6 separate regions of the Mus musculus genome follow, and all the other regions are linked to region 1. The links are chromatin contacts, called in public promoter capture Hi-C maps. All regions are on one chromosome and are shown on one strand. The core of a region is the stretch at or near the end of the contact, and the rest is flanking DNA. Distances in the headings are between cores, read along the strand shown. Region 1 holds the start of Ankrd24 (ankyrin repeat domain 24). Region 2 holds the start of Elane (elastase, neutrophil expressed). Region 3 holds the start of Nfyb (nuclear transcription factor-Y beta). Region 4 holds the start of Glt8d2 (glycosyltransferase 8 domain containing 2). Region 5 holds the start of Palm (paralemmin). Region 6 holds the start of 1700028I16Rik (RIKEN cDNA 1700028I16 gene).

What was found. Promoter capture Hi-C pulls out the DNA fragments that hold promoters and counts their contacts.
Region 2: a promoter capture Hi-C map of liver shows a contact between it and region 1, with 4 times the contacts expected there. The contact joins the promoter of Elane here to the promoter of Ankrd24 in region 1. A contact is called at or near these places in 2 of 39 promoter capture datasets (cranial neural crest and liver).
Region 3: a contact with region 1 is called in a promoter capture Hi-C map of liver, with 5 times the contacts expected there. The contact joins the promoter of Nfyb here to the promoter of Ankrd24 in region 1. A contact is called at or near these places in 8 of 39 promoter capture datasets (the 3T3-L1 cell line, the C10 cell line, cranial neural crest and 4 more), 2 of 484 Hi-C or Micro-C datasets (B cells and group 2 innate lymphoid cells), 4 of 115 datasets of contacts at active chromatin or transcription factors (astrocytes, embryonic stem cells and pancreatic cancer cells) and 3 of 9 other capture datasets (adipose tissue, embryonic stem cells and macrophages).
Region 4: a contact with region 1 is called in a promoter capture Hi-C map of hippocampal neurons, with 4 times the contacts expected there. The contact joins the promoter of Glt8d2 here to the promoter of Ankrd24 in region 1. A contact is called at or near these places in 12 of 39 promoter capture datasets (the 3T3-L1 cell line, the C10 cell line, cranial neural crest and 8 more), 2 of 484 Hi-C or Micro-C datasets (B cells and bone marrow-derived macrophages) and 4 of 115 datasets of contacts at active chromatin or transcription factors (astrocytes, embryonic stem cells, pro-B cells and 1 more).
Region 5: a contact with region 1 is called in a promoter capture Hi-C map of hippocampal neurons, with 9 times the contacts expected there. The contact joins the promoter of Palm here to the promoter of Ankrd24 in region 1. A contact is called at or near these places in 2 of 39 promoter capture datasets (hippocampal neurons and liver) and 1 of 9 other capture datasets (liver).
Region 6: a contact with region 1 is called in a promoter capture Hi-C map of pre-B cells, with 2.6 times the contacts expected there. The contact joins the promoter of 1700028I16Rik here to the promoter of Ankrd24 in region 1. A contact is called at or near these places in 6 of 39 promoter capture datasets (the C10 cell line, hippocampal neurons, liver and 1 more) and 1 of 115 datasets of contacts at active chromatin or transcription factors (embryonic stem cells).

The regions. Positions count from the first base shown.
Region 1 is chr10:81,632,404-81,635,103 of GRCm38.p6, forward strand. It overlaps Ankrd24 (ankyrin repeat domain 24), which reads left to right and starts at 1,296. Exons shown (of 20, transcript NM_001374016.1): 1 at 1,296-1,352; 2 at 2,264-2,350; 3 at 2,462-2,592; 4 at 2,667-2,700. The coding sequence starts at 1,314.
Region 2 is chr10:79,884,985-79,887,684 of GRCm38.p6, forward strand. Elane (elastase, neutrophil expressed) reads left to right here and starts at 1,328. Exons shown (of 5, transcript NM_015779.2): 1 at 1,328-1,414; 2 at 1,730-1,886; 3 at 1,999-2,140; 4 at 2,582-2,700. The coding sequence starts at 1,351.
Region 3 is chr10:82,762,888-82,765,587 of GRCm38.p6, forward strand. It overlaps Nfyb (nuclear transcription factor-Y beta), which reads right to left and starts at 1,254. Exons shown (of 8, transcript NM_010914.2): 1 at 1,117-1,254. It also overlaps a transcript of Hcfc2 not described here.
Region 4 is chr10:82,689,361-82,692,060 of GRCm38.p6, forward strand. Glt8d2 (glycosyltransferase 8 domain containing 2) reads right to left here and starts at 1,290. Exons shown (of 10, transcript NM_029102.3): 1 at 1,129-1,290.
Region 5 is chr10:79,792,145-79,794,844 of GRCm38.p6, forward strand. Palm (paralemmin) reads left to right here and starts at 1,428. Exons shown (of 9, transcript NM_023128.4): 1 at 1,428-1,596. The coding sequence starts at 1,592. It also overlaps a transcript of Prss57 not described here.
Region 6 is chr10:82,810,745-82,813,444 of GRCm38.p6, forward strand. It overlaps 1700028I16Rik (RIKEN cDNA 1700028I16 gene), which reads left to right and starts at 1,379. Exons shown (of 3, transcript NR_038042.1): 1 at 1,379-1,615.

The sequences.
Region 1 (2,700 bases), core at 46-2,545:
CGACTCACTTCTCCCCAAGTTCTGCCTCTCTGGGATTCTCATCCCACAGCTCCTGTCGTGTGTCCCTGCCTGCTGCTCCGTCTCCAAGACAGCTTCTACAGTGCCAACTTACATGCACAGAAGCCAGAGAGCTAGAAAGTCATTCCGCAGTCACTTGATAAATGTAGAACAGAAGAGTCTCAGGCTGTGGCCCAGGGATATTTTGTGGGTCCTGCATAGAGGGCTCTAATTTCAGGCAAGGCAGACAAGTGCCCACACACCTTAGAGCCAGAAACGGGGGTTGCAACCCCCACTTCCAGTTGATCTAAAGATTCCTCTGACCCAGCCTGGAAGCTGTGCACAGGTCCAGATGCATGTGCCTGAAGAATGAAATGCAGTTCTTATTGTGTACTCATGGTGTACCAGGCCTGTTGTGCAGGGCGGTGCGTTCTGCTCAGCCTCTGCACGGCCCTCCGGAGCTGTGTCTGGAAAGTCTATGTGAAACCCCATTGCACATATGAGGAGGGCGGAGGCTCCAACAGGTGAGGTCTAGGTCAGTCCCATAGGTGGATAATGGCGAGGCAGACCTGGGATTCAAGTTTGGAGTGAGACTTGAGAGCTACTGGAGCGAAGTAAATAATGAAAGAGTAGATGGGTGGACAGGTAGGTTGGAGGAGTGAATGGGTGAGAGGATGTGTGCGTGAATGAAGGGATGAGTAAGCCAATGCATTTGCCCATGAAAAGACGTTAGTAAATGGGTGGTGAGGAAATTAATGAGCGAATGGGTGAATGAAAACATTAGCAAAGTGCGAATAATGACTGTTGGAGAGAGTGAATGTGTGAAACGATGGATGAACGAATGAATGAATGAAAAGATAGGCATAAATGTATGAATGAATGAAGACTGGAAGGTGATGGCTGAATGAATGATGTCCATCATTGTAAGTAAGGTGAGCTGGAGGTGAGGAGTTAGCGGGCTGACACCCGATAGGGACCATCATGGAGTTGCGGGGCGGAGCCTTTTCAGCGGGATGGAGCGTGTCGGTGCAGGAGTGGGGTGGTGGGGAAGAGAGCACTATATAGCAGCGGGCGAGCGGGCCTGGGGAAAATGGGAGTAACCTGGAACTTAGAACGGATGTGAGCGGGCCCTGAGCTTTCGTGGAAGAGGTGGGAGGGGCCTGAAATCTAGGGGGAAGCTGGGCGGGCTCTGTGCCTGAGCCTGGTGAGGAAGGGTGCTGAGTCTGGAGAAGAGGTGTGCCACAGGAGGAGGGCAGAGCCCCGTGTCTGAGGAGGTAGGCGTGGTCTGATCTGGCCCCGCCCTCCTGCGGTTCGCCATGAAGCAGCTGTGCCTGTGTGCTGCTGCCTCCTTCGCGGTAGGCGTTTGGGTCCCTCTGCGCCTTCCCCTCTTTCCTAGAAAGAAGTTCGGCAGAGGGCGGGGCGCCTGTAGAGCCTGGGCGGGAAGTGGAGGGCGGTGTTGAGGGCAGGCGTGTCTGTGCAGGCGTGGGGTCAGCAGGCCGTTGCGGGATGCAGGTCTTGGAGGACACTGTGGACAGTGAGTGACTCAGGAACTGTCCATGTTCCTGGGCAGTGAGTTTAAAAACATTAGCGGCTGCAGTTCTGCTGGCCAGGCCTTGATGCTACCTGGGGGCGATGGTCTTGGCTGAGCAGCTGTGAAGGACGGAGCGAGGTTCTGGGCGCTGGAGGATAGTTTGGAAAAGGCCAGTCATCCCAGCATTCGGAGGCTAAGGCAGGGGATCTTTAATTTTAGTTACACCCAGTCTCAAAAAAACTAAGACAGTAAAATAATTGTGAACGAGGAGCTTGGCACCACCAAGCCCTGGCTTCCATGCCCAGCACTACATAAACCAGGTGTGATGTTCCACACCTGTCACCCCAGCCTCGAGGACTGGGAGGCAGGAAGTTCAGGAATTCAAGGTCATCCTGACTCCCAGGGAGTTTGACAGCAGCCTAGGCTACTTGAGGCCCTGACTCAAAAAACAAAAACAAAGCTGGATCATTGAAATCCTCGCACTTTGGGAGATTTCTGTGACTTTCAGGCTACCCTGGTCTACATAAGAGACATGCTATTTAAAAAAAAAAAAAAAAAAAAAAAAAGTTGTACCCTGTCTTTCAAAACTGGCTTTGGATTAAGGCACACACAGGTGGTTTGAGGAGGATTGATATCTGGAAGCTGCCCTGGTGGTGGGCCTGGATCACACGCTGGGGGGTGCAGGTTTCAGAGACACTGTCTGAGGCCCCCAGCCCAGGACCACCTATCCCACAGCTCCGGCTCAGCCCCACCGACCTCAGCTCCTGCCCACCCTGTGGCCGGTGCCCTATCCCAAAACCCGCAGCCAGAGGCAGGCGCCAGGCAAGTGCTCAGGGGTGGGTGGGGAGAGCCCGGAGCAACTGCCCCTGTTCCTTGGTGGGGAAAGGACATCGACCCACTCAGTCCCTCGCACCTCTGGGTGTGCCACCGCAGGGCCAAGACTGGGGCAAAAGTGACCAGCGACTGCTCCAGGCAGTGGAGAACAACGATGTGGCCAGAGTGGCCTCGTTGATCGCCCACAAGGGGCTGGTGCCTACAAAACTGGACCCCGAGGGCAAGTCTGCGTGAGTGTCCAAGCCCTGGGGCTGGGGTGGCTTTGGACATTCTTCTGGGGTTGACCCCTGACTCGTGCCTCTAGGTTCCACTTAGCAGCCATGAGGGGTGCGGCGGGG
Region 2 (2,700 bases), core at 78-2,577, 1.7 Mb before region 1:
AATTCCCAACAATGGTTCAGTCGCAGCTGTGAATGGAAGTCCAAGGATCTAGCAGTTACTCAGTCTCACACAGCAACCACACTCAGGCAACTGCTGAGGACAGCACTTCCTTCTCATGGGTGCCAGGCTTGGATAAGGTCAGGCAGGACCGTGTGTCATGAGGAGCAAGCCATAAATTAGGGGCTGAGCTGGCTGCCATGTGCTGTCTAGTCCTGAACCCCAGGTTAAAAAGACCCACTGTCCTGGGAATAGATGTTCACACCCTTAGTCCCAGCACTGAGGAGGCAGAGGCAGGTGGATCTCTGTGAGTTCCAGGCAAGTCTGGCTACACACACACTCATGCACACATATATTCACACACACATGCACACACACAGAAACTCTTTTATAGGTATGTGTTGCTGTTATTACTATACCTGAGGTAAACTGAGGCAGAGAGATTGGCCTTCAGATATAAGTTGTAGATTAGGGCACCAAGTGGGCACGGAGGTGCTCACCATCATCCCAGCACTCACGAGGTGGAAGCAGGGGGATTAAGGGTTTGAGACTAGCCTGGGCTACGTGAGATTTTGTTTGTTTGTTTATATATTTATTTACTTATTTAATTTTGAGATAGGGTTTCTTTGTCTAGCCCTGGTTATCCTGGAACTAGATCTGTAGACCAGGCTGGCCTCAAACTCACAGAGCTCCACCTGCCTCTGCCTCTGCCTCGCTGGTACTGATTTTAAAGGTACATGCCACCACTACCTGGCCCTAAGTTTTTTTTGTTTTTTGTTTTTTTTTTGTTTTTTTGTTTTTGTTTTTCAAGACAGGGTTTCTCTGTATAGCCTTGGCCTGGAACTCACTTTGTAGACCAGGCTGGCCTCGAACTCAGAAATCTGCCTGCCTCTGCCTCCCGAGTGCTGGGATTAAAGGTGTGCGCTACCAAGCCCGGCTCTTTTTTTTTTTTTTTTTTTTTTTTTTTGAGATCCCATTTTTAAAAAAAAGAAAAGAAGGAGGCAGAGGCAGGTGGATTTCTGAGTTCGAGGCCAGCCTGATCTACAAAGTGAGTTTCAGGGCAGCCAGGGCTATACAGAGAAACCCTGTCTCGAAAAACCAAAAAGAAAAAAACCAAAAAAAAAAAAAAAAAGAAGATGGATGTCTGCTGAGTTTTCATTGGTATTCAGCAGCATGGATGATGCTGACATGGAGACCCTGAGGGGCACACATCTCTCCATGACACCCCCACTGTCGTGTCCCAGGGAGGAAGTAGGGCTGTGGCCAGGATGGGGCAATACAACGGCCTCTGGTTCCAGCTATAAGTATGGCTGTTAGGTAGGGATGTGGGGAGCCGCGAGAACACAGCCCACCATGGCCCTTGGCAGACTATCCAGCCGGACTCTGGCTGCCATGCTACTGGCATTGTTCCTGGGTGGTGAGTGCAAACAGACACATGTCCACCCTTCTGACCTCTGGTCCATCTCTTTCATCTACTTGCACATCTGCCAGGACCCCAGGAAAAGATGTGAAGGTTTATAATGGCAAAGCCACGATCAGGAAACTGGGTTTCTAAGGAAACTGGGGTTCTAAGCCTGAGGGTGGTTACTGTGAAGGCACTGGGTCTCAAGTCTAAGGGCAACCTGGGCTAGGTCCCTTGTCTTTTCTCTGCCTCAGTTTCCCTAGCCAGCCTTGTGAGTTCTCACTGAGGGCCCCAGCAGCTCAGGGCTCACTCTTCTTTGTGTGTTCTCAGGCCCAGCACTGGCCTCAGAGATTGTTGGTGGCCGGCCGGCCCGGCCCCATGCTTGGCCCTTCATGGCATCCCTGCAGAGGCGTGGAGGTCATTTCTGTGGTGCCACCCTCATTGCCAGGAACTTCGTCATGTCAGCAGCCCACTGTGTGAACGGCCTGTGAGTCCCCTTCCTTCCCCTCTTAGCCCTCAATGTCCATGCGGGTCAGACTGGGGTCAAGAGGTCAGGTGGGCATTCCCAATAATTCTCCTTCCCTCTCCATTGCCCTTAGAAATTTCCGGTCAGTGCAGGTAGTGCTGGGAGCCCATGACCTGCGGCGACAGGAGCGCACTCGACAGACCTTCTCTGTGCAGCGGATCTTCGAGAATGGCTTTGACCCATCACAACTGCTGAACGACATTGTGATTATCCAGGTGGGCCTGCCAGTTCAGGAACCTGAGCCTCGTGCAAAGGTCCCGAGGTCAGCTTAGGGAGAGTGCACTGCAGAACAGGCTGCAGGACAGGTACACACTGGGTCAACTGCAGTCATCACCCTCTGAGCCTGTTTCCAGCTCAGCACAGTGGAGAATTAACTATTCTGTGGGCTGAATGTTGAAGGCTTAAATGAGATAATATACAGAAAGCTCTGAGCAGTATTCAACCAACAAACTCTTATTTGTGCCTTTCCACACACTGACCCTGAAGCTTGGGGAACTCTTGGAAAATACTCACGTCTTCCTCTAGTTCTTAAATTTTTTCACCACTTGATGGTCAGGTACTAAGGAAAGTGGGGAGGGTTCTTATAAACTGTGCTCTGTGACTTCTTGGTGTTCTATGCCTCCCCCCCCCCCCCCCCCCCGTGTCTTCCACTGTAGCTCAATGGCTCCGCTACCATTAACGCCAACGTGCAGGTGGCCCAGCTGCCTGCCCAGGGCCAGGGCGTGGGTGACAGAACTCCATGTCTGGCCATGGGCTGGGGCAGGTTGGGCACAAA
Region 3 (2,700 bases), core at 4-2,503, 1.1 Mb after region 1:
TCTTCAGGGCAGGTTATAATCTGTGTAATAGCTCAAGGGAATGCATACATCTGCTTGGTGTTTGAAGAAATGCAAATCTGTATCCAAGAAAAGCAGATTCCCTTCCTCCAACCTCCTTTCTTTGGCATCGACAACCACAGCTTTGCATCGATAGAATCCTTAAATTAAGCTACAAAGAGCAGTGCAGAGGAGGAATCATTTGCCTTTAAAGGAATTCTGGTTAAACTCTCAGTATCTCATCCATAAAGCTCCTATTTATTAATGCCACTACTACTGACCAGTTGAGCCATCACTTTCTGTTACCGATTAGTTTCCTTACTGAGAGCTGAAGCCACTCGGGTGATTTGTGGCACCATCTACAAAAACTAGGGTCTGTGAAGATTAGCGGGATGCCATTTTTTTTAAAGGTCGTCTGCTACCTAACCTTGTCTACATCAAACAGCCCTCTTCTAGACTTTAGGCATGAAAGGATCTGCGGGTGCTCCGTAAATTCTTTGTTCTCGCAGACCCTCCCGCCCCCCCAGCACGGGTGACTGAAACCTCCGTGCAACCTCCAAGGCTCCCTTCCCACCTTCGGGGCAAGTCCGGGGCGAGCCAGGCGCCAGATGGCTGCATGCTGTAGGCGCGGAGCGGGCCGGGGGCCCGCCAGGCCGCTCGTTCCTCGCAGGGACCCGCCGCCTCGGCTCGCAGGTGCCCGGGCGGCCCCGCGGAGCGCATCCCCCCGCCGCCCGTGCCCAACGCCCGCCGCCGGCGGGATGCGGGAGACAAAGCGGCCGCTCCGGGGCGCAGCGTTCCCCGCCCGCCGGCTCCCCGGACAAAATGGAGCCGGCCCGGGGCTGCCGCCGCGAGAGCCCCGCAGCCGCCCGGCCCAGCCCGACCGCGGCTCGCGGCCCCGCGCACAAAGCGCCCGCCGCCCCGCGCCCGGCCCGGCCCGGCCCGGCCCGAAGCACAGCGGCCTCGCCCGGAGGCCCGGCCCGCCCGAAGACTGCGGACTGCGAGTGCCCCCGACCGCCGCGGCGTTGGCGGCGGGGACGGCGCCGGGAGGAGACGGACATTTCATTCGAGCTAAAGTGGAGTCGGTTTAGGAGCGATCATTGGCCGAAGCGAGACACAAACCTCCAATGCAGCCCTGGTTGGCTCCCGTCTCCAATCGGCTGTTTGGTTGGACAGAAAATGGCTGCGAAGGAACCAGTCCCAGCGCGGAGCTCCACTTCCAGGACTCGGCCTCCCCTCCCTCCGCCGCGGGCCGCTTCCCTCTACGTGACACCCTCCCTCCGCGACGCCCGCGCCCGAGGCCACGCCCCGGTCCGCCCCCGGCCCCGCCCCGGAGCCTCTGAGCAAGGCGCGCGGTCCGTAAAAGCGCGCGGGCGGGCTCTGGATGTTCGCTCTTCAGGGCGTCCGAGAGGCCGGCGTTCTCATCCAGAGCTCCACGCGGAAAGGCTTGCTCTGGCTTCTTTCTCCTTCCAGCTCCTCCTTCCCCACTAACCAGCGTCTCGCCCGCCTGAGTTCAGCCCCGGAGGGGATCTACACCTGAGCTACTTTCCAGAATGCTTTAGGCACCTAATGTTTTCTAGGTATCCCTCCAAGCCACCTCAGGCACACAGCGTTCCCTCTCAAGTCACAGTGAACAAAGATGTTAGTTTTTCATTTTAGCACACCATCCCCTTCCTCCAAGTTTAACAGGTAGGCTGTCCCAGCCGACTTCCACCCTGTACCCTGGTGCTGTGTTCTGGTGTTAGGTCTGCCCTACCAAGTTGGCTTACTACCTAAAGTGCTCATTTCCCAACCAGATAACACTGGGCTGCAAAAACTCATGGCCTCTGTGCATTTAAGGCCTTCCCTGTCGGCCTCACTGAAATCTGGATCAAATGTCCCTTGGCTACCATTCTCCCTTGTGGTGGTGATCCAAAATGTCCTGCATGGCCAGCCACTGCAAAGTACTGCAGGATACCTGCACCCAGATAGATGGAAAATTATTGTCCTAGGACTTAACAAGGATAAGTAAGCAAGACTGAAAGTTCTAGGTCAGCCAGAGATACATTAAGACCCTGTCTTTAGAAATAATAGTATGGCTGGGTCAGGCAGGTGCACGCCTTTAATTCCAAGACAAGGGAGGCAAATCTCAAGGCCAGCCTGGTCTACAGAGTGAGTTCCAGTACACCAAGGCTACACAGAGAAACCCTGTCTGAAGAAACAGAAACTGTAGTAGTAATAATTATAGAAGGCCCTGGTGTTGTGGCTTATGCCTTTTAAACCCATGACTGGGGAGACACAAACAGGAAGATTGGAAATTCCAGACCATCTTGGGCTCCCTAGTGTGTGTGTTCACGTCCAGCCTGGGCTACATAATCGGACTGTATCTCAAAAAAAGAAAAAAAGGTGTTTGGGTGTATATTCCATATAAGTATGTGCATAAAGTATACAGAAAGATTGAAATATGTTATTTATTGATATCCCGCTGTGTCTAGAATAAATAAATATTTCTCAGGTAAATAAGGAAGCAAGAACAAATGAGTCTTTCTCGGTTATTTCAAGAGGAGTTAGGAGCACCACCACCTGAATCTACCAAATTCTAGGACACCCTCCTCTTCCTCTCCCTTCTTCTCTTGTTTTGGTTTTGTTTGTTTGTTTGTTTGTTTGTTTGTTCCAAGGCAGGATGTCTCTGTGTAGCCCTGGCTGTCCTGGATTTCACTCTGTAGA
Region 4 (2,700 bases), core at 40-2,539, 1.1 Mb after region 1:
GTGTGTGTGTGTGTGTGAGAAAGAGAGAGAGAGAGAGAGAGAGAGAGAGAGAGAGAGAGAGAGAGAGAGATGGAGGGTTTAGGTATTATTGTGGAAGGATGAAGAAAGCAGGGTCCTGGGGAAAAAACATGTTGGGAGATGAGGAACACTCAAAAACATCAGAATGTCCGGGGCAGGGACCTGTCCAGTTCAGCATGTGTCACTTCTGTGACCTTCATTGTCATTATCAGCATTGCCAGGGAAGCTGGCCCTATGTGCCACATTTACTTTGTATCTGTGTGTCACATGTTACATTGTATCACTTTATTTCCATTTTGCAGATAGGAAAATGTAGGCACATGGATGAGATATGACCAGAATCAGGCTTATGAAAGTCTTCCCAGGTGGCACACAGCCCACACTTTCATTACTGTAGGGCACAGCTCTGTTGTTGGCTGTATCAGAGGGAGAACTAGAATTCCATTATGTAATACCAAAAGGATATTTCGAAGAAGCGCAATACCAAAACATTTCGAGAAGAAAAAAAAAAAAAAAAAGGCAAAACCAACCCACCAGCGTCCTATTGGCCAGCAGGCTGCATAGGACAAACATCCTGCGTCTTTGGATGCTAAATCAAACACTGTGACTCCCATACCACAACAAAACCACAGAATTAACTGCCAGTTCTCTTATTGGGTATGGAGGCCCCTGAAGAGTTTCTCAGGACAGATTCCAAAAACATGAATCATAACTCAGTTATGTCATTTTGGCTCAGAAACAGACTCACATTAAATGCGAACACTGATCTCTGTCATGTCTAACTCCTGATCCCCAATGCAACTTAAAATCCAATGCAAACGAACAAACAAATCACCATTAGGGCAGAGATGGGAGAATAGGGCTAGCCTCTGCTCTGCAAAAATAGCAAGATGTGAAAAGCTTATACAGTGAGCGTCTTGGGTTTGCTGCAATAGAAAGGTTCTTTACGATGTTACATTACAAACTAGGGGGCTTCTGGAGGCTGAGGCTGTGAAGGGGGCAGTCTGCCTCCTCCGAGTTACTTCTCTGAGTTCACAGCAAAATAAACAAGTGGTGTAGACAGAAAGGGTGAAATGGAAAGATTATCTTGCTTGTAATTGCTGTATTTACCTGATGGATGTGAGGGTAGGCTTTGGGCAACTTGGTCCAGAACCGCTGCAGAGCTGAGCATTCAAACTGCGGCTGGCCTCGCGGGACCACTAAGCTGCCTGTTGCTTCAGCTGCTTCCCAGATCCCATTGGAAATCCCAAATGGCTTGCGAGCCCTGAGTGTGCCTCAGCCGTCCACACCCACCTCCGCTTGCGCTTGCGTTGCCTGAATGGCTCGGGTTTCTTCCACTCCTGCAGCCTCTGGGAACCCAAGCCTTGTGCAGGCAGAGGCTGCTCCTGAAACGCTTCCAGATGTGCTCGTCCTGAAGGCAGGGCAGGTTGGCTGGCTGGGGCAGACTTCCTCTCTCGGCTTTCTCTTGCAGTCTGCGTGTGAAACTCTCAGCAAAACAGGGCTGTTCTGGAGTAAAAGCTGCAAACCTAGGGAAGAACAAATGTTTGGAAAGTGAATTTATACCGTCGTGCGTCTAGTGTAAATTTCTAATTTCAGCCAGGTTCTTGCTGAGAATCTTTGAAATCTCCTGTGTGTTGAAATGTTACCATGGCAAATCATGTCTCAGACAACCATCGTCTTTTATTGAGGCTGTGATAAAGACAGAAGCTTCCAGGTGGGGTGTATTCCCTCTGGAGGGGAGAGGCATCAGTCAGGGGGCAGACTTGGTGGCAACACTGCTGTTCTGTGGTTTTGCAGTTGATCCCCAGAAATGTAGGAATGGTACCAGAGCTTTGCCCAGGATCATGGAACATATTCCACAATGGCTTCTCTCTAACTTTCATAAGGAACTCCTCGATGGCTGCCTCCATCACAAGCAGTCACTTCCTTCCAATCACATGGAACTTTGAACATTGATAAAAACAGATTCATACCTTCTGCTTCATTTTGTTCTCTCAGTGTGTTAGGTAAGCTAAATTTTGCTCCACATTTCAGATTCCAGCCAAATTTGGGTCCTCTGAAAGAGCAGCAAGTGCTCTTAACCACGGCCACAATTTTCCAAGTTTTAAATTCTTTCAGCCTTCTCTTCTGTGATATTCCTTGAGCCTCACATAGAGACGAAGAGTTGATATAGAGTCCAGATTAGCGCTTAGCACTCAATGCAGTTGTCATAGTTCGTATCGTTTGGGGAGACTCTGGCCTCCCATAACCATTGACTCATAGGGTGTTATCACATGCCTGGGATTTTCATTTGATAACCATGCCTTCTGGGAGTCACATTGCCCACTCATGAGGGTATCAGATGTGGTAGAGTGGTCCCTCAGACAGGTCCCAAGGCAGTACCACAAACAGGACTGTAGGCTGATGCCTGTTCAGTTCAGTTCACTCCCAAGATCACCTCATCTGTACCTCTCATCTACTCAAGAGGATGCCTGGCATTGAATTATTCTACTATTGGATAAGTGGATGATTGGCATGAGTTTCAAGACTGAAATAGTAACTGTTTTCATAGGACCTACTTCTCATATTAACTGAAATCTCTCTGGTCATTATTTTCGAACCCTTTCCTCTGGTCCCTAATGTATGACTCCCAGTCCCTTTCTCTCCTATTCCTGCCATGCCTTGAGGACACAAGAGGTTTCT
Region 5 (2,700 bases), core at 178-2,677, 1.8 Mb before region 1:
CAGCACTTCAAATCTTTTTTTTTTTTTAAAGATTTATTTATTTATTATATGTAAGTACACTGTAGCTGTCCTCAGACACTCCAGAAGAGGGAGTCAGATCTTGTTTCGGATGGTTGTAAGCCACCATGTGGTTGCTGGGATTTGAACTCCTGACCTTCAGAAGAGCAGTCGGGTGCTCTTACCCACTGAGCCATCTCACCAGCCCTAAATCTTAACTCACTTGCTTAGGAGACAAAGATAGTGTCCTGAATCCCCAGAGCATACAGTAAGAACTCAGTCATTCTCTTTTGACTGAAAAGACAGTGGTCCAGGAACATGGAAGATACCAGCTGTCAGTCTGAGCATCTAATAATGCAGGCTCAGCAAAATATAGCATTCAGCCTGTCTTTGTCAGTAAAGTTTTATTGACACACAGCATAGAGCCCATCAATGTTGATAAAGTTTTATTGACACAGAACCACTTCACAGATCTCCTCCAGCTCCTCTGGTGTTCATGATAAGTGTACTGTCCTTGCAACACAAACCACCTGGCCAACAATGCTGGCAGTGTTTACTATCTGGCCTTTTATCTGAAAAGTTCGCCTGACCCTCAGTGTGTCCAGGTGAGACGACACCGTTAGCCCTCTAGCATCTGAGGAGGTGGGATGGGCAGAGAGGTGAAAAGGCTGAGAAACAGACACAGAATCACACACCACTATACCGGTGAGCCCAGATCCAAACCCAGGGAAGATAGGTGTGGTGGTGCAGGCCTGGCTAAGGCAGTGGGTACTTTCAGGACAGCCTAGTCTACATATTAGTCTACATAATTTCAAAAGAAGTCCAAGGGAAAGTGGGTGGCTTGGCAGGAAGGCAGTGGAAGATGTCCTGGGACCTCCACGTGCACACAAAGTGAGCATACAGTCTCCAAAACCAAACCAAAGGACAACGACTCTATCAGAGAAGCGAATTTTGTGACTCACTCTCCCTGCGCTGCCCCAAGGCCCAGTGAGTGTCTAAGGCCAAGGAGCTGCAGTCCAGGCAGAAAGTCACATGGTGCACTCTCTGAGGGAGACAGGCCCTATGTCTTTCTTACTGTGGCTCTCCAGTGCCCTGGGAACAAAGTCTAAGTTCACCCAATACCCCTTTGCTCAGTCTGGCAGCATCACAGGGCTGACTAAACTCCTGAGTTCAGTAAACCATATCCAGCCATTGGCCCAGGCTGGGCCTCGTGCAGGAACTGAACCCCCTCAAGAGCTGCTGCTGTGGCTCTCTCGCGGGTCGGGGGTCCGACTTGGGGCCCTAAACTATATCAGGACTCCTTTCATTCCATGGAGAACTCAGGGTGACTGGGTCCGGGATCTCTGCGACGTTTTGGGGTGCAGCTGCGCGGTGCGGAGCGTCTGCGGCCAGCAGGAGGCGCGCGCGGGCGCGAGGGATACAGGGAACGCGCAGAGGCGGCGCGCACACGAGCCCACCCGGCCGCGCCCGGACAATACCCGGCGCGCTGGGGACGATGCCCGCCCCGGTGCCGCCCCCGCGCCGCACAGCCCCGGCCGCCAGGCCCTAGAGTCGGCCCTGCCCCGCGCTGCACCGCCCACGGACCTCGCGGGAGATGGAGTGAGTACCCGGCCGCGCGCGCTCTGACGCCCCAGGCCCCCAACGGGGAACCTAGAGGCGACGCGGGGAGACCGTGCCCAGCTGCAAAAGGGAAGGATCGAGCTGGGCCGCGCACTCCAGGCCTGGTCCCCAATCAAGCTGGAGGGGGGGGCACCTGGGTTGCACCACACATCTCTTGCAGGATGCAAAGGAGAGAGGCCCACGCGCGCGCAAGACCCTTTATCCAAGCTGGGCCACCTGTGGGTGGGCGCCCCCCCCCCAAGAGGCTGCGGGACTTCGGAAGTAATGGGACCCTTACTCAAGAGGCTGGGTGCTCCCCGCTTCCCCTCCCCCAGCTTCGGCTTGCTGCTCCTGGCGCTTCTGTCGGTCCTTCCTGCGCTCTGCCCTCCTCGTGGCCTCTTCTGGGTCCGCAGCCTCTTGGCCAAACCAATTCCGACCCCTTAGATGTCCTGAGTTGCCACTGGCTGGAGAGGTAGATTTCTGTGGAGAGCTAGGCGGGCGGTTCCCTGACAGAAGCTTTAATCAGATTTCCCCCTTTCCCTCTAAGAGTATCCCCTCCCCCTTCCCAGAAAAAGCGGGGACCAGATGGTGTGACTCAAAGGAGTGGCTGACTGAGGTTGAAAATGATGGTGGAACCCAGTCCCCAAACCTAGTCTGAGTGAGCTGGGGTCTGTTTGTGTGGGTTTGCGAAGCGATGGGCAGTGGAAGATTTCATACGCACCGGGGCCCGTTCAGGCATGCAGCCCGCTCTGGGCAACGTGAGGGTGTCCCCCAAGCCCCTTACTCCCACAGGTGGGAAAGATAGGTGGTCTAGGGGTGCTTGACAAGCCTGGTGGTAGGAAAACATCTTCTAGGTCACAAATCTGCCTGCTTGGTGTCTTGGGGCATCCCACACAGGGAGCCTGTCCTTACCGAAGCCAGGGCTGGGACAGAGCAGTCTGGCCAGCCCGACTTGGCTGGTGACCGCTCCCCCTGCCCTTCCCTCTCTGGGTGTGTTTTGTGCAAGACAACTTTCCTCTTGGGATTAACCCGTGACCCGCCACACCCTCCGATGGGTGGGAGCTGTCACATCCTTCCCTGGCCAAGAAGGCTGACACCCAGCCC
Region 6 (2,700 bases), core at 129-2,628, 1.2 Mb after region 1:
ATCTCAAAGGGCACGAGACACTATGACTGACTATGACCAGAGACCGCAGCTAGCCTGGAATAACGTGGTCCAGTGCAAAAGCTGCTATGTGAATTTTTGTAGTCTCATGGTTATGATTAGATAATCATAAATCAAGACCTTACTAGATACGTAGGTGGGTTTCAGCAATGCAAGGAAAACTCTTACAGGTTCGAGATGCTATCTGCCCATGTGTTCAGGCACACATGTGTAACCCCACACACACATACATACACACACAGGGGAAGGAAGAATAAAATCAAGAGTAAACATAGCAGTGCATGCCTATCTGTATATATATATATGTATACATATATATATATATGTGTGTGTGTGTGTGTGTGTGTGTGTGTGTGTGTGTGTATGTCATATAGCACACACGGGGCAAAAAACAGAGGCTCCTTAATTTAAGGTCAGCCTGGGCACTACATAAACTCTGTCTCAATAAATAAAACCTTAAAAAAAAAGGCAGCTTATTTTTCAAAAGCAGCATGGCAGGATGGCAAATTACCCCACTACCCATTGCCAGATAAGGCTGTGGGAGCAGAGTGGTCCCAAGTTCTTTAGAACCAAACTAAAGAACTAAAGCAAAACTCGGTTACCAAACAGTTTAGCAAGTTTCCAGGTGAGCCCTGGTTAGACACAAGACCCTACCTCAAAAACCACAAACATATTAGTAAAAAGCATCCAGAGGCACGGCTCAGTATAAAGGTGCTTGCCATCAAACCTCAGGAGATGAGTTTTAGTTTGATCCCCAGGACCCACATGATGGAAGGAGAAAACTGATCCCTGAGTTTTCTGTTTTGTTTTTACAAGACAGGGTTTCTCTCTGTAGACCAGGCTGGCTTGAATTTACAGAGACCCACCTGCCTCTGCCTCCCTCTAGTACTGGGATTAAAGGCCTGGATGTGCCACTACCGGCTGGCTTGAGTTGTCCTCTGACCTCCATATGACCTCGACATTAACCATGACACCTGTGGGCTACCTACACATTTTTAAAAAGTCAAAGAAAACAAACAAGTGTATGAGATCCACGGAAAAGCAAGCTGCTCCCAACCCCCATCCTCTCCCACACCCATCCCCATCCTCGCCCACTCCCATCCTCATCCTCACCCCCCCCACCCCCACCCCACCCTCACTCCCATCTCCATCCCAATACTCTCCTCCTCTCCCTCTTCAGGCTAGCTCTGTTGGCGCGGCCCATCGCTTATCTCTTCCCTGGCCGGCAGGGGGCGCGCGCCCTCCGCTCGCCATCCTCCTCCTCCTCCCGCGCGCGTGGACCGCCCCCCACCCCCCTCGCGTGCCGGGCTGCTCGAGAGCAAGGAGGAGGGGGACCGGAGGCGCGGAGGGCAGGAGCGGCGAGGGTGTGTCAGGTACGGCCGAGCAGCGCCTGTCCACGCTGCCCCGGCAGCGCGCTCCTCCTTGCTCTCGAGCAGCCCGGCACTGCCCTCCCGGAGCTTCCGAGGAGTCGGCTGCTGGGCCGGAGCGGAGAGGGGCACAGGTCGCCAACGGGCCGCCCTGCCTCAGCCGCAGGTTCTCAAGGGCGTTGGTGGCTCCACAAGCTCGCCCGCCCGACCTCTCGCCGCCCCAGACCCGTGTAAGCATCTCCCGCGATGGTTTCAAGTAACCCCCATTTTACAGGTGAAGAAACCGACGCTCCAAGAAGTTAGGAAACTTGCTCACTCAGAAATCTGCCTGCCTCTGCCTCCCGAGTGCTGGGATTAAAGGCGTGCGCCACCACGCCTGGCTGTTTTTTGGGGGTTTAAAAAGATACTTTATAAACAGGTAGAAATATAAGCCAAGTTACTCCCCAAGTTACCCAGGCCAGAGTGGCAGAGCTGGGACCCAAGCCGATGCCATTGGGCTGTAGGTCTCTGGCTGTGATCATTGGTTACACGGCCTCCCCCACATCCTTTATAGGTCCCAAAGGGAAATAAAACACTGAACCCTGGCTTCTGCCGAGATGGTGAGATAGGGGCTCGCCCCACGTGGGATGCATAGCTGATGAGGGAAGGTTGGTAGGGTGTCTGGCGCAGGGTCCTTCCCTGCATTCCAGGTCAGGGAGCCCCAGGGAAGGACAGGAAGGCAGAGGACCTAGAAGAGCGCTTATGATGGGGAAGGGGAGGTCTTCGGAGGGATAGGACAGTACCCGCGTGAAGGGTGGATAGCTCCTGTGGCCATCGCTTCAGTTTCTTCTCACTTATCACGAGGGAGTTGGAGATGTGTTCTAAATCGATTTCTGTGAGGCACCTACTCTTACTAGGTGGTTTTTTTTTTTTGTTTGTTTGTTTGCTTTTTGTTGTTTTTTAAGATTTATTTATTTTATGTATATGAGTACACTGTAGCTGTCTTCAGATACACCAGAAGAGGGCATCAGATCCCATTACAGATGGTTGTAAACCACTATGTAGTTACTGGGAATTGAACACAGAACCTCTGGAAAAGCAGTCAGTGCTCTTAACCACCGAGCCATCTCTCTAGCCCTCTTAACTAGTTTTTGTTTGTTTTTTTGGGGGGGGTATTTATTTATTTTGGTTTTTCGAGACAGGGTTTCTCTGTGTAGCTGTGGCTGTCCTGGAACTCACTCTGTAGACCAGGCTGGCCTCGAACTCAGAAATCTGCCTGCCTCTGCCTCCCGAGTGCCGGGATTAAAGGCGTATGACACCACGCCCGGCTGTTTTT